2 separate regions of the Oryctolagus cuniculus genome follow, and region 1 is linked to region 2. A link is a contact called in public Hi-C data. All regions are on one chromosome and are shown on one strand. The core of a region is the stretch at or near the end of the contact, and the rest is flanking DNA. Distances in the headings are between cores, read along the strand shown. Region 1 holds the start of ENTREP1 (endosomal transmembrane epsin interactor 1). Region 2 overlaps ENTREP1 (endosomal transmembrane epsin interactor 1).

Region 1 (6,504 bases), core at 948-3,447, 46 kb before region 2:
TTCTCAGGTGCACTAGCAGGAAGGTGGATTGGAAGCAAAGCAGCCAGGACTCGAAGCACTGCTGACATATGATTACCTGCTGAGCATATTTTTAAGGTCCATCCATGCCGTAGCCTATACATCATTCGTTTTTTACTGATGAAAGGATTCTGTGAAATGGATAGTCCACGCTTCACTTACCCATTCATCTAGTTGATTAACACTTGGTTTGCTTCCATTGCATTGCAGTTGTGAGTAATGCGGCCATTTGTGTACAAGTTTTTGCTGGGATGTATGTGGAATTACTGGATCAAATATTATTCCACCTTTATATTTTCGAGGAACTGCTCCAACTGTTTTCCAAGTCATTTCATTTCTTTAAGCCAATTTGAAATCAACGGCTTTGCATCATCCTGTAAGGGCTGGGTTGCATACACCTTGATCAGGTATAACTAAAGACTTATTGTAAGCAAATGTTGTGGGATTCAACAAATCAAGCTTGGGTTACAAAAATCCCAAGCCCAAATCCTTGAGACTGTCCTTTGGCATCAACCTGAAGGTTGGGACAGTCTTCCACAGGCTTGGGTTTATGAGAGCCAGGAAGGGAAACCCGCTGCTATAACTGTGACCAATAGCATATGAGGAGAAAAGACAATGCAACAGCCCCAAATTAGCAGCTTTGATAAGGCCTTACAAAATAAGTAAAACTCTTAGGAAAGTCTATCTACGGATTCCCATCATCTCTGCTGTCATCTGGACTTGCAGAGGGGAAAGACAAAAGAGGAAAGTACTTAGAAATACTTTATTTAAGTATGAAATATACCAGCACACGAATCGTAACCCCTTGAATTTTGATAAACCTCACCCAGGTAGTCAGCACCCTCATCAGGAAATGAATCATTGCCCACCTCCCTGACACCCCTTTTTCCCAGTCATAAGCATCCTGAGGGAAAGAGGATACCCTGGCTTCTCACACCAACATTCTTAGACACAAAGAATACATTTTTAATAGTACGTTTCAGGTGTCAAGGACTGGCCAGTGGAATAGATCTGTCTAGCAGAGAGAATTTCTTAAGACTCAGCCAGACTTACCATAGTGCACGGTGTAATACATTCTTGAAAATTAAACACCTTTAAGCATGTTTATAAAATGAAGGCTATAACCTCATCACCCAAGAAGCTTTTAATTTAACACCACCTGCCATTTAAGAGCATAATTTAAAACACTGTAAGGGTTTTTTTTTTTTTTTAAACGCATGAGACAACAGACATAAAATGTTTATTTACATAGACATCTCCTTTTTCCTCCAGGATTTGCCGTTTATTTCTGAGAGCTGTAAAGGAAGTCCTAGGCACCGTTAATCACAGGTGCTTTAATAATGAAAAAGTGTACATGGAAACACACGCACATGGGCGATCCATCACACTGTGGACTGAAGCGAGTGATGACCAGGATAAACACCGCCTCCGAATCAGAGCCCCAACCCTGACCACAGGGTCCCGGGTTCACGGGGCAGGGGAATGCGAAGTAGCCCCACCCTACCGGCAAAACAGGCTCTCCAATACCGCGAGTGACCGTGGCAAACTGACTCCGCTGGGGTTCTCATCTGGAAAAATCCATTCTAATCATTTCACATATGGGACTTCGTGTGCACTAGCATTCTGAGGGCACAGACATGCTCTGAGGGGAAATCATTTTGCAAAGGCGCGCGCTCTCTCTCTCTCTCTCTGAAGACCTCCCATAATTTATGAAAGCAGATTAGGATTTTTCTAGGATGCTTCCTCGAAAGTTTGGGGTTCTGTGTTCCCGCCCGGTGACTCCTAAGAGAGATCACGAGCCAGCGCGAGGAGAGCAGAGGGCAGCCCTTGCCGTGCGCTCTCGGCCGCCCCAGGTTCTGGTTAGAGGCACGGCACTCTCGAGCTAACCTCAAACCTTCTCAGGCGTTCCGGCTCCGATGCCGGGAAGCGCCCCCGCCGCCCCACGCCCTCGGCCACCCCGCCGCCGCGCGGCCTCACTGCCGAGAAGTCCCTGCGCACACGGCGTCAGCAGTTCCCGCGCCCCGGGCGCCGTGACTTCGCGCGGCCCCGTCCTTCCCGACGTCCTTGGCTTAGCCCTCTCCCCCTTGGGTCGCCCCACGGCCCCTCCTCCAGCAGCACCCTTCCGGGAGGGGCGCGTGGCGGGAGTTTAAAGCCGGGCTCCCTTGGGATCGCTGTCCACGGCGCGTCCCCTGCGTGCTCCTTCAGCCGGCGCTCGGCGGGTGGGGATAGATTCTAAGTGTGCCAACTCTGCCGCGCCCTGGCCACGGGGTCCCTCCCTGCGCGAGGGTTTCAGTGAAACACTGAGGGCAAAGCCCGGATCCTGGAACCCCCTTGGAGCCGGTGCAGGGTCAGCAGAGACTCCGAGGCCGCGGCGCGAGCGCTGGGCGCGCGTGGGTGAGAGTAAGGGTGCGCTGGGGCCGGCCGGAGGCGGACCCGCCGGGCGGCAGGTGGGTGCGGCCGGCGGGAGCCCGGGCAGCGGCGGCGGCGGCGGCAGCGGCAGCAAGTGGTTGGGCCGTGCGCATTTCCTTCCCTCCCCCTCGGCCCCGGAGCCCGCCCGCCCGCGGTGCCCAGTGCGCGGCGCCGTCGGCTTCGCTCCCCGTGCTCTCCCCGCCGCCAACGCCGCCGCCGGCTGCTCCGGCCCCCGCCGGTCCATGTCCCTCCCCGTGGTGCTCCCGGGCTCCTGCTGCCCGGTGGCCGGGCTTTCGGGCGGGCCGCAGGCCGGGGGCTCGGGCGCCGCGGCCGCAGCAGCCCAGGAGCCGCCGCTGCCCCCGCTGCGGCCGCGCTGGCCCCGGGGCGCGCTGCAGCCTCCGGCGCGGCCTCGCTGCGCTGCCGCCGCCTCCGCCGCCGGGGTACTGGCCGCACCGCCTGCGCTCTCCTCCCGCCGGGCCGCCGCCGCCTCTGCCGCTGCGGCCGGCGCGGCCCCGGGCTCCGCGCTGCTGCCCGCCCGCCCGCTGTTGTCGCTCGGGCTGCTGCAGCTGATCCTCGGCTGCTGCATGGTGGCGCTGAGCTTCGGGGCGCTGTCGCTGAGCAGCTCCCCGCAGGTGAAGAACTCGTGCCCGTTCTGGGCTGGCTCCTCGGTGAGTACCGCCCGCCTGTCCGCTCGCCCTGGCGGGGCCAGTCCCGGGGCTCTGGCTGGTCCCCTCCACTGCCCCCTTGGATGGCGCCCAGAGCTGCAGCCGGGGAACACGGCTCCACAGGCGTTGAAGTTTTTGGAGGTGTTGGGGCTGGAGAGCGGAGACGCGTGTCTCCGAGTTCAAGTGCATTAGAGTGCACAGAGCATTGTGTCTGTCTATGAAGCTGCTACGATAAAATGAGGGTATAGCTACCTCTTTGAGGGACTGGAAATTTGGGGCGTGCGGCGAGAAAGTGGGAGGAAATAACTCAGCTGCTTTGGGGAGCCGAGCGCTTGTGCTGGCAACGTCCACTCCCAGAGGGCAACGGTTCTTCTTGTTTTGTGCACCGGTGCTATCACCAGGGCCTGGCACATAGTAGGCATGTTTGTGGGAGGGAAGAAGTGACAGGTGGACTGGGGGCCAGGCCCTTGTTCTCCCGCAGGCACATGTAAATGTATAGTTATCTGGTGTAGGCTGGCTCCAGTGTCTTTGGGGTGAGTTCAGGAGATAATGAGAGGGTGTGTGGAAAGGCCCGCTGGCACCTGGTCATTACAGGAGGCCCAAGCCGGGTGGGGGTGGGTCTTGGAGCCTTGCAGGCTGCTGTGCAGAATTGACTTCTCAACAACCTGAACCTGTCATTATGGATGAGCCTCAGGAGTGCAAGGTCCGGAGCTGGGGATGCCTGCCTTGCTCTGGGGCCCCGGTCCCACCTCCTCCAATCAGGAAGGCTGGCACTGGGACAAAAGGGTGCCCGTTTCTAAGTAAGGCTGCAGACTGCGGCCAGCTCTGCTTCTGAGCACTGTCACCATTGCAAAGTATCCAGCCCTGTGGCGTTTGCTGGGCTTTGATAGAGCTGGAAGCAGGTCTTTGTTTGAATGGCGGGGAGACAAGCAAAGGAAACAACCTTTCAGGCAGCCAAGTAAACCCAAAAACCTGCCAAGGCTCACAGCTGAGCTCTGTAATGGGTACATGCCCCGTGTGTGTGTGTGTGTGTGTGTGTGTGTGTGTGTGTGTAAAAACTGCTTATTTGCCGTTCCACACATAAGCAGTTTCAAGACCAAACTTTAAGAATGTTGGGAGAACTCAATGAACCCAAAGTAATTGTTCGAATAACATTGGGTTCCCCGAGCCTAGCCCGAGAGTTTATGCTTCCCCTGCTGCCCGTTTGCTCTCCTTGTGAAATGTTTTGATGTTGAATGATCTTGCTGGGGTCGGTCCTGTGCTGTGGTGAATGAGGTTCAGGACCTGTGCATCAAGGGAAAAATCCCACCCCTGTAGCCCCATCTCTGGGATCTGCTGCTACGCTCCCCGAGTGTTCTGGAAAACTCCAGAGCGGCAAGTGTTCTCAACAAGGGCGGAATTGGATCCGTTAGGCTCTCCACTCCACTTGTCAGACTAAATTCTGCCAAACAGTGGATGCATTTCATTTCTCTAAATACCGGAGGCCAGGAATGAATCTGGCATACATTTTTAGGGATTTGCTCTTTGTAAAATAAAAAAATCTACTATCCTCTCAAAAAGAGCTAGTTTAGGATTATTAAAAACTACTTTTCTCTTCTGGAATTAAAACCTGGAATCACTTTCCTATTGTGAATTATTTTAGAGGTAAATGCACTTAGAGGTCTCTCAAGCCATGGCTGAATTTGATGAAGTGTATTTAAAAAAGCCAACCATCAGAAGATCAAGTCTGAAAGACTCCGAGATCTGGAACTGACAGGTTCTCTAATGTATACGAGGGCGCTTCAGAAGGTCCGTGGAAATGGAATTGAAAGAGAAGTTTATTTCAGTGCAACATTTTTTGAAGTCTGCGCATTTACAGGGTCTTCCAAAGGTTCCTGGAAAAGTCATATTCTGAAAAAAATTATGCATGGCTTTCAAAACTTTTTGCATCAAAATAAACTTATGCTTGAATTTCATTTTCTGTGAGCTTTTTGAAGTGTTTTCATTTACCATTTCTTCCCACCCTCACACCAGGTCTGTATACAACCTGGTACCTGTTGGTTGGGTTTACTTTAGTGACCTGCTCAGAATTTGCAAAGTGACGGTAGAACCAATGGCTGCTCTATCTACAGAACAATTAAATATGATATTAAGAAGATGGCATAAAGGAGGAGGTACTTTTTTTCTGAAGGGAGGAGAGAACTTCCACTTTGCTTATGGCCTTGTCTAAATACTGATAGAGTTTGTGGGTTTAAAAGGCTTCCATAGCCTAGGCAGCTCATGTCAAGAGCCTCAGGTGGTCACTGACGTCATACATAAAGAGTGTTCGTTGTTAAATTAACAATAGGAGTCACTGTGCACTAACTTCCCATGCAGGACCTCTGTCCTCAATGAATTGTATTATGAGAGTTAACTGTAAAATTTGTTCTTAAACAGTTTGTGTGTGTGTGTGTTCATGTGCAAATGTTGAAATCTTTACTTAATATAGAGTTCATCTGTGTATAAAGTTAATTGAAAATGAATCTTTTTTTTTTTTTTTTTTGGACAGGCAGAGTGGACAGTGAGAGAGAGAGAGAGAGAGAGAGAGAGAAAGGTCTTCCTTTTGCCGTTGGTTCACCCTCTAATGGCCGCCACGGCCGGCGCACCGCGCTGATCCGAAGGCAGGAGCCAGGTGCTTCCCCTGGTCTCCCATGGGGTGCAGGGCCCAAGCACTTGGGCCATCCTCCACTGCACTCCTTGGCCACAGCAGAGAGCTGGCCTGGAAGAGGGGCAACCGGGACAGAATCCGGCACCCTGACCGGGACTAGAACCCGGTGTGCCGGCGCCGCTAGGCGGAGGATTAGCCTATTGAGCTGGGGTGCCGGCCGGAAAATGAATCTTAATGGAGAATGGGACTGGGAATGGGAGAGGGAGGAGGGGGTAGGAGTGGGATGGGAAAGCGGGTATGGTGGGAAGAATCACTATATTCCTTAAGTTGTATTTATGAAATTTGTATTCCTTAAATAAAAGGTTTCTTTGGGTGGGGGAGATGGCATTAGGTGCCATGATTCTCTTGATATTTGAGGAAAAAACATGCCTTTTCATATGCTTTGATTTTATGGACTTGGGAGAGATTGTTTATTAAAAACCTATATTGGGGGAAAAACTTGAGTCTGTGCAAGCACTACGTGGAAAACCCACATATACTTCTCGCCTAGCTTCGACCGTCTCTTCCCGCCTTCCTGGGCTGTGCTGCTGGCCCTGTGCGTTCTGATAAACTCTCGAGGGATGAGGATTCCAAGTAGGGGAGGAGTCAGGTCCCTGATGCTCCTGAGTCTCTTTGGCAGGTTCAGTTTCTTTATTAATTTAAAGCAGATCTCAGGCATCATATCATTCCGTCTGTCAATATTTCAGTGTGGGTATTTCCTGGAAGAACGTATAACCAATCTAGAGA
Region 2 (5,598 bases), core at 156-2,655:
CTGCAGCTGGCGCACCGTGCTGATCCGAAGGCAGGTGCTTCTCCTGGTCTCCCATGGGGTGCAGGGCCCAAGCACTTGGGCCATCCTCCACTGCCCTCCCGAGCCACAGCAGAGAGCTGGCCTGGGAGAGGGGCAACTGGGTCAGAATCCGGCGTCCCGACCGGACCGGGACTAGAACCTGGTGTGCTGGCGCCGCAGGCAGAGGATTAGCCTAGTGAGTCGCAGTGCTGGCCGCCATGCATTTTTAATGTGATGCCCTCCCACCACTACTGGACTGTTTATTTATTTAAACACAGATCGTGAGTTTAAGTGACATCCTGACTTGGAGCAGTAGGAAGACAAGGAACAAAATAAAAGTCCTTAGGCAGTAGGGGAAAGTCAGCCTATTTAGGGAATGAAATCTTGTATCAGAAAAGACACCAACAATCCCAAGCTGTGATAGGCATCATTATTTAATAACATTGTGTGGCAAGGGACAGGAAGAATGCTTTGCAGGGATAGCTAAGCAGGGTGAGAGTGGTGTTGCCTCTGGATCGCCCCAGCTTCCCCATGCCTTCTGTTCCTGGGTCACTTCCTCGAGACTGGAATGAACTGACGGTGCCACTGCAAGAGATGAGAGCCAAGGTGGATTCCGAGTGCTGAGCTGAGGAGCACAGTGCCTTTTGCGTAGAGGTCTCTGCTATGAGTGTCTTGAAATACTCAAGATTGAAGTTAGCGATGGGAAATCACATGCAAAGCATGGAGGCTTAGCTCATGTTGCCTGTCCTTGTGTGAGGTCTGGTTCCTTGGGCCCTGGAGGTTACATCCTATTCTAAAAAAAAAAAAAAAAAAAAAAAAAAACCAAAACAAAAAACACAAGGTGAGGCGGGGCAAGCCCTTTGCTTTTTGTCTCCCATTATGTCTCATGGTCTAAAATCCAAGTTCTAGAAGCACATTTGTCTGTCAGCTCTGGGCTTTCTGCCTCTTGAGAGTCAATCCCAGTGACGAATGGGCTCCAAGAGAACTCAGGAACCCTGAGCCTTGTGCTGGTGTTTGCTCCCCTGGACAGGTAATGAGTAATTTGAGGTGAGAGCAATAGGAACTGCGCTTGATGAGCAGAAAAAAATTAGGTTAAGTAAAAGAAAAAGTTTTGTAGAGAAACAGCTGGTACAGTACAATTACATCTTAACAAAGAGATCCATAAAGGGCCAATTCACAAGGGTGTGCAGAATGGGGAGGCGGCTAACAGGGATGAGGGGACAGTGACCAGATTCTGGAAGTCAGAGTCAGGGGCAGAGGACTGTGGAGAGGACGTGTGGCTTCTGTGGGGGGACTCGCTTGAGGCTGCAGGGGAGGAGCCGGGAGGAGGAGACTGCCCCAGCCTTCCTCCCCTCTCCCTCTGGGCTTGCAGCAGGCTACGAAGTCCCACGGGCACAGTCTGAGCAAATCTTCCTCCCCGAGGCTGGTGAAGGGCTCTGAAGGGCTGAGGGAGGATCTGGTTGGGCGAACAGGAGGCATTCTGGGCACAGTTGTCAGCAGCCCAGTGCAGGCTGCAGGCTGAATTCCTTGTGGGGAAGTTTTAGAAACAGTACACTGCAGGTTATTCTCAGAATCTGAGTGTCCGCTCTAGCTGCCATAAACTGAGACGTGTCAGGAGGGAAGGGATGACGTGTTGGCACCAGACCTCGTGAACTGGTCTTGTGAACTTCACTTCGTCATCTCCAGCTGCTCCCCGGGGGAGGAAATGCATGTTGTTAATAATGATGCAATTGTTTGCACTGCATTTTGCAGTTTATAAAGGACTTTCCTGTATATCATTTTGTGTGCTTCTCACAATAATCTTGTGACATCGGTAGGAAGATAAACTTGTTTAATGGGTGAGAAAAATGAGTGTCATAGGGCTTGCCCAAGACAGCACTGCAGGTGAGTGGGAACCCTGAGTTTGAACCAGGTTTTGCTTTCCACAAAGAGATGCCCAAATCACTTACAGTTAATTTTTTAAAGCAAGAATGATGGGAATATAAGAAATATAAATTCATCCCCTCCCCAGGTGTTGCTGAGTGGGCTCCACGATTGTGATGGACTTTCATTAGCAGCTGGTGTTTTGCTGTCTTCTGTTTCAGGGTATACTGACTGATTAAAGTTGAGCTGGAAGCTTAGGTCTTGAGAATCATGCGGTGGTAACCAGGTTAGAGCTGAACAGAGCCTGGAAACTGAGTGCCTTATAGCTTCAGTAGTTTGTACCCTTGAATCTGATCCTCCCTCTCAAAGAGATATCCTGATACCCCCGGGTCTCAGAGATGCTACAGTGGTCTACACTAGAGTAATTGAGGTGACTCTTTGGTCTCTAAGTTTGATTTGAGTTTTAATTGTAAAAAGCAATATGCAGGTGTATGCTTGAGGAGCAGTGCCTAGTGGCTTTGTACCTAGTGTGTGTGCTGGGGCCCAGGGCCTCCTTCCGGAGGTGGGCAGGTGTGATGTCTGCATGACTTGGTGGTGACTTGTCATTGGCACTCCCTCCAGTTGAGGAGGGGATCCCTGGTGCATCCTGTGCTCTTGTTGTTTGAGTTCAGATATTCTAGAAGTAGCCTTATTCATTGTGGGATTTCCTACTCCTGCGTTAGTAGCTGGAGTCAGGATCTTCTTTTCTGTTCTTTTTATTAAAAATCTAGTCTTCATAATATATACAGTGAAATCCCAGATCATAAGTGTTCAGTTAGATAGATTTTTTTTGACCATTGAAATCACATGTATGACCAGCACCCAAGAAAAGTCATAGACCATTTTTCTCACTCCTGAAAATTCCTTCGTGTCTCTTCCCAGTTGCTGTCTTCCTTCCCCATCCCCACCCTTGATGGGCAGTCATGATTCTGATGTCTGTCACTACAGATTATTTTCTGTGCTCATGAACCTTAGGGAAGTGAAGTCATACATGATCCGGCTTCATTCACTCAATGTAATTTTTTTTTAGATTTAGGTTGGTTTTCTTTAATTGTTTTTAGTTCCTTTTTATATATTTATGTATTTATTTGAGAGGCAGAGTTATAGAGAGAAAAGGAGAGACACAGAGATAGAGATAGAGAGAGGTCTTCCATCTGCTGGTTCACTCCCCAGATGGCTGCAATGGCCACAGCTGAGCTGATCCGAAGCCAGGAGACAGGAGCTTCTTCTGGGTCTCCCAAGTGGGTGCAGGGGCCCAAGGACTTGGGCCACCTTCCACTACTTTCCCAGGCACATTAGGAGGGAGCTAGATGGTAACTGAAGCAACTGGGACTAGAACCAGCACCCACATGGGATGCTGGTGCTGCAAGGCAGTGGTTTAACCAACTGTGCCACAGCACCGGCCGCTATTTGTTCCTTTTTCCTTCTGGAAGTATTCCATTGTTTGAATATGCTATAATGTGTAGTCAGGGTTTTTTCCCCCTTATTCAAAGTAAAATTTTAATTTCAGTATAGTCTAGATTTACAAAAATACAGTACCTTAAAGTCCCATGTGCTCAACACCAAGTTCACCCCGTTATTGATACCTTCTGTTAGGACAGTACATTTGTCACAATTTATGAATCAGTATCGCTATGTTGCTGTCAACCAAAGACCGTGCTGTTTTACATGATACTCATTTTTGTGAATGTCCTTTGGGACCCCCTCCTGGGCGCCTCGTTGCCTTTGGTTGTCTCTGTAGGCTCACTGTGGCTGTGGCAGTTTCTCAGGCTTTGCTTGTTTGTGATGAGCTGGACAGTTTTGAGGTGTACTCCTCAGGTGTTTGTGGGACATACCTCATTTGGGACTGTCTGATGTCTCTCTCATGGTTAGACTGAGATGGCTATGAGCTTGGGAGAGGAAGACACAGCATGAAAACCTGTTTTCACAACATCTTATGAAAGGTACGTGGCACTGACAATGCTTATCACTGGTGCTAACCTTGCTGGCTGGTTGATGTAGCCCTGGAAAACCACTCCACTGTCCTCGCTGTGTTCTGTAGGAGGCAATGGGAGGGAGCCGAGGGGGAGCGTGTCTAGAAATTGTTTGCAGCTCTTCTGCATGGGAGATTAGGAGAATTATAGTTCATTTTAGAGACGTTAACAGTGTTCTGGAGTGATTGCACTGTCTTATATTCACAGAAGCCATGTCCAAGAGTCCACGTCCTCCTCATCCTCACTAACGCTTGATATTACCAGTCTCTAGATTGTAACCATTTTACTCAGTGTGAAACGGTATTTCATTGGGGTTTTAATTAACATTAGTGATGAATAATCATGTTGAGCACATTTTGCTGTGCTTGCTGTCCATTTCTGTATCTTTTTAAATGAAATATTTGTTCAAGCTGACGCTGTGGCTCACTTGGCTAATCCTCCGCCTGCAGCGCCAGCACTCCGGGTTCTAGTCCCTGTTAGGGCGCCGGTTCTGTCCCAGTTGCCCCTCTTCCAGGCCAGCTCTCTGCTATGGCCCGGGAGTGCAATGGAGGATGGCCCAAGTGCCTGGGCCCTGTACCCGCATGGGAGACCAGGAGGAAGCACCTGGTTGCTGGCTTCAGATTGGCGCAGCGCACTGGCCGTGGCAGCCATTTTGGGGGGTGAACCAACAGAAGGAAGACCTTTCTCTCTCTCTCTCTCTCTCTCTCTCTCTCTCTCACTGTCTAACTCTGCCTGTCAAAAAAAGAAAAAAGGCCGGCACCACGGCTCACTAGGCTAATCCTCTGCCTTGCGGTGCTGGCACACCGGGTCCTAGTCTCGGTCGGGGTGCCAGATTCTGTCCTGGTTGCCCCTCTTCCAGGCCAGCTCTCTGCTGTGGCTCGGGAGGGCAGTGGAGGATGGCCCAAGTGCTTGGGCCCTGCACCCCATGGGAGACCAGGATAAGTACCTGGCTCCTGCCATCAGATCATCACAGTGTGCCGGCCGCAGCGCGCCGGCCGTGGCGGCCATTGGAGGGTGAACCAACGGCAAAGGAAGACCTTTCTCTCTGTCTCTCTCTCTCACTGTCCACTCTGCCTGTCAAAAAAAATTAAGAAAAAAAGAAATATTTGTTCAAGTCTTTTGTCTAAAAATTAAAAAAAATTTAGAGGCAAAGAAAAAGGTGTAGGGTATGTTTTGTGTGTGTGTGTGTGTGTAGGGGGAGGAATAAAGGAAGGGGGAAAGAAGAAGAGACAGAGAAACCAGTTTCTGTCTGCTGGCTCACTCACCACAGGCCCTCAAGGCCAAGGCTGGGCCAGACTGAAGCCAGGAGCCAGGAACTCAGTCCAGGTCTCCAACATGCGTGGCAGGAACCCAATCACTTGAGCCATCACCTGCAGCTTCCCAGGGTGTGCATCAGCAGTGTGGAATCAGGATTGGAGCTAGAATTTGATTGCAGGCCCTCTGATACGGGATCCAGGTGTCACAACAGGCATTTAGTCATTACAGCAATGCTGCCCCTGTGAAAACTTTTAATTGGGTTTTTGTTTGTTGTTTTATTCTTGAATAATTTGTTTATGTTAGGTACAGATTCTTGTCCAATACATGCATGAAAAATGGCTCATGTACTGATTTTATTAAGTTGTTTTTGATGAACTGGACTGAAGATTTTTGGTGAAGAAATTTGGGGCCCAGTGTGGGGACTAATGGACCCTGACCCATTCTGTGT

Evidence for each region. Hi-C and Micro-C count contacts between places; a contact is called where the count stands out from the background.
Region 1: a contact with region 2 is called in a Hi-C map of psoas muscle, with 6 times the contacts expected there. The contact joins the promoter of ENTREP1 here to the enhancer-like site in region 2. A contact is called at or near these places in 2 of 6 Hi-C or Micro-C datasets (psoas muscle and skin fibroblasts).

Annotation. Positions count from the first base shown.
Region 1 is chr1:161,114,558-161,121,061 of mOryCun1.1, reverse strand. It overlaps ENTREP1 (endosomal transmembrane epsin interactor 1), which reads left to right and starts at 2,197. Exons shown (of 11, transcript XM_002708235.4): 1 at 2,197-3,095. The coding sequence starts at 2,670.
Region 2 is chr1:161,068,993-161,074,590 of mOryCun1.1, reverse strand. All of the region lies in intron 2 of ENTREP1 (endosomal transmembrane epsin interactor 1), which reads left to right. Among named protein-coding and RNA genes, the nearest start is that of ENTREP1, 47 kb to the left of the region's middle. Within about 2 kb of position 1,405, at least 1 of the 8 cell types and tissues checked has an H3K27ac peak or open chromatin away from gene starts, as enhancers often do.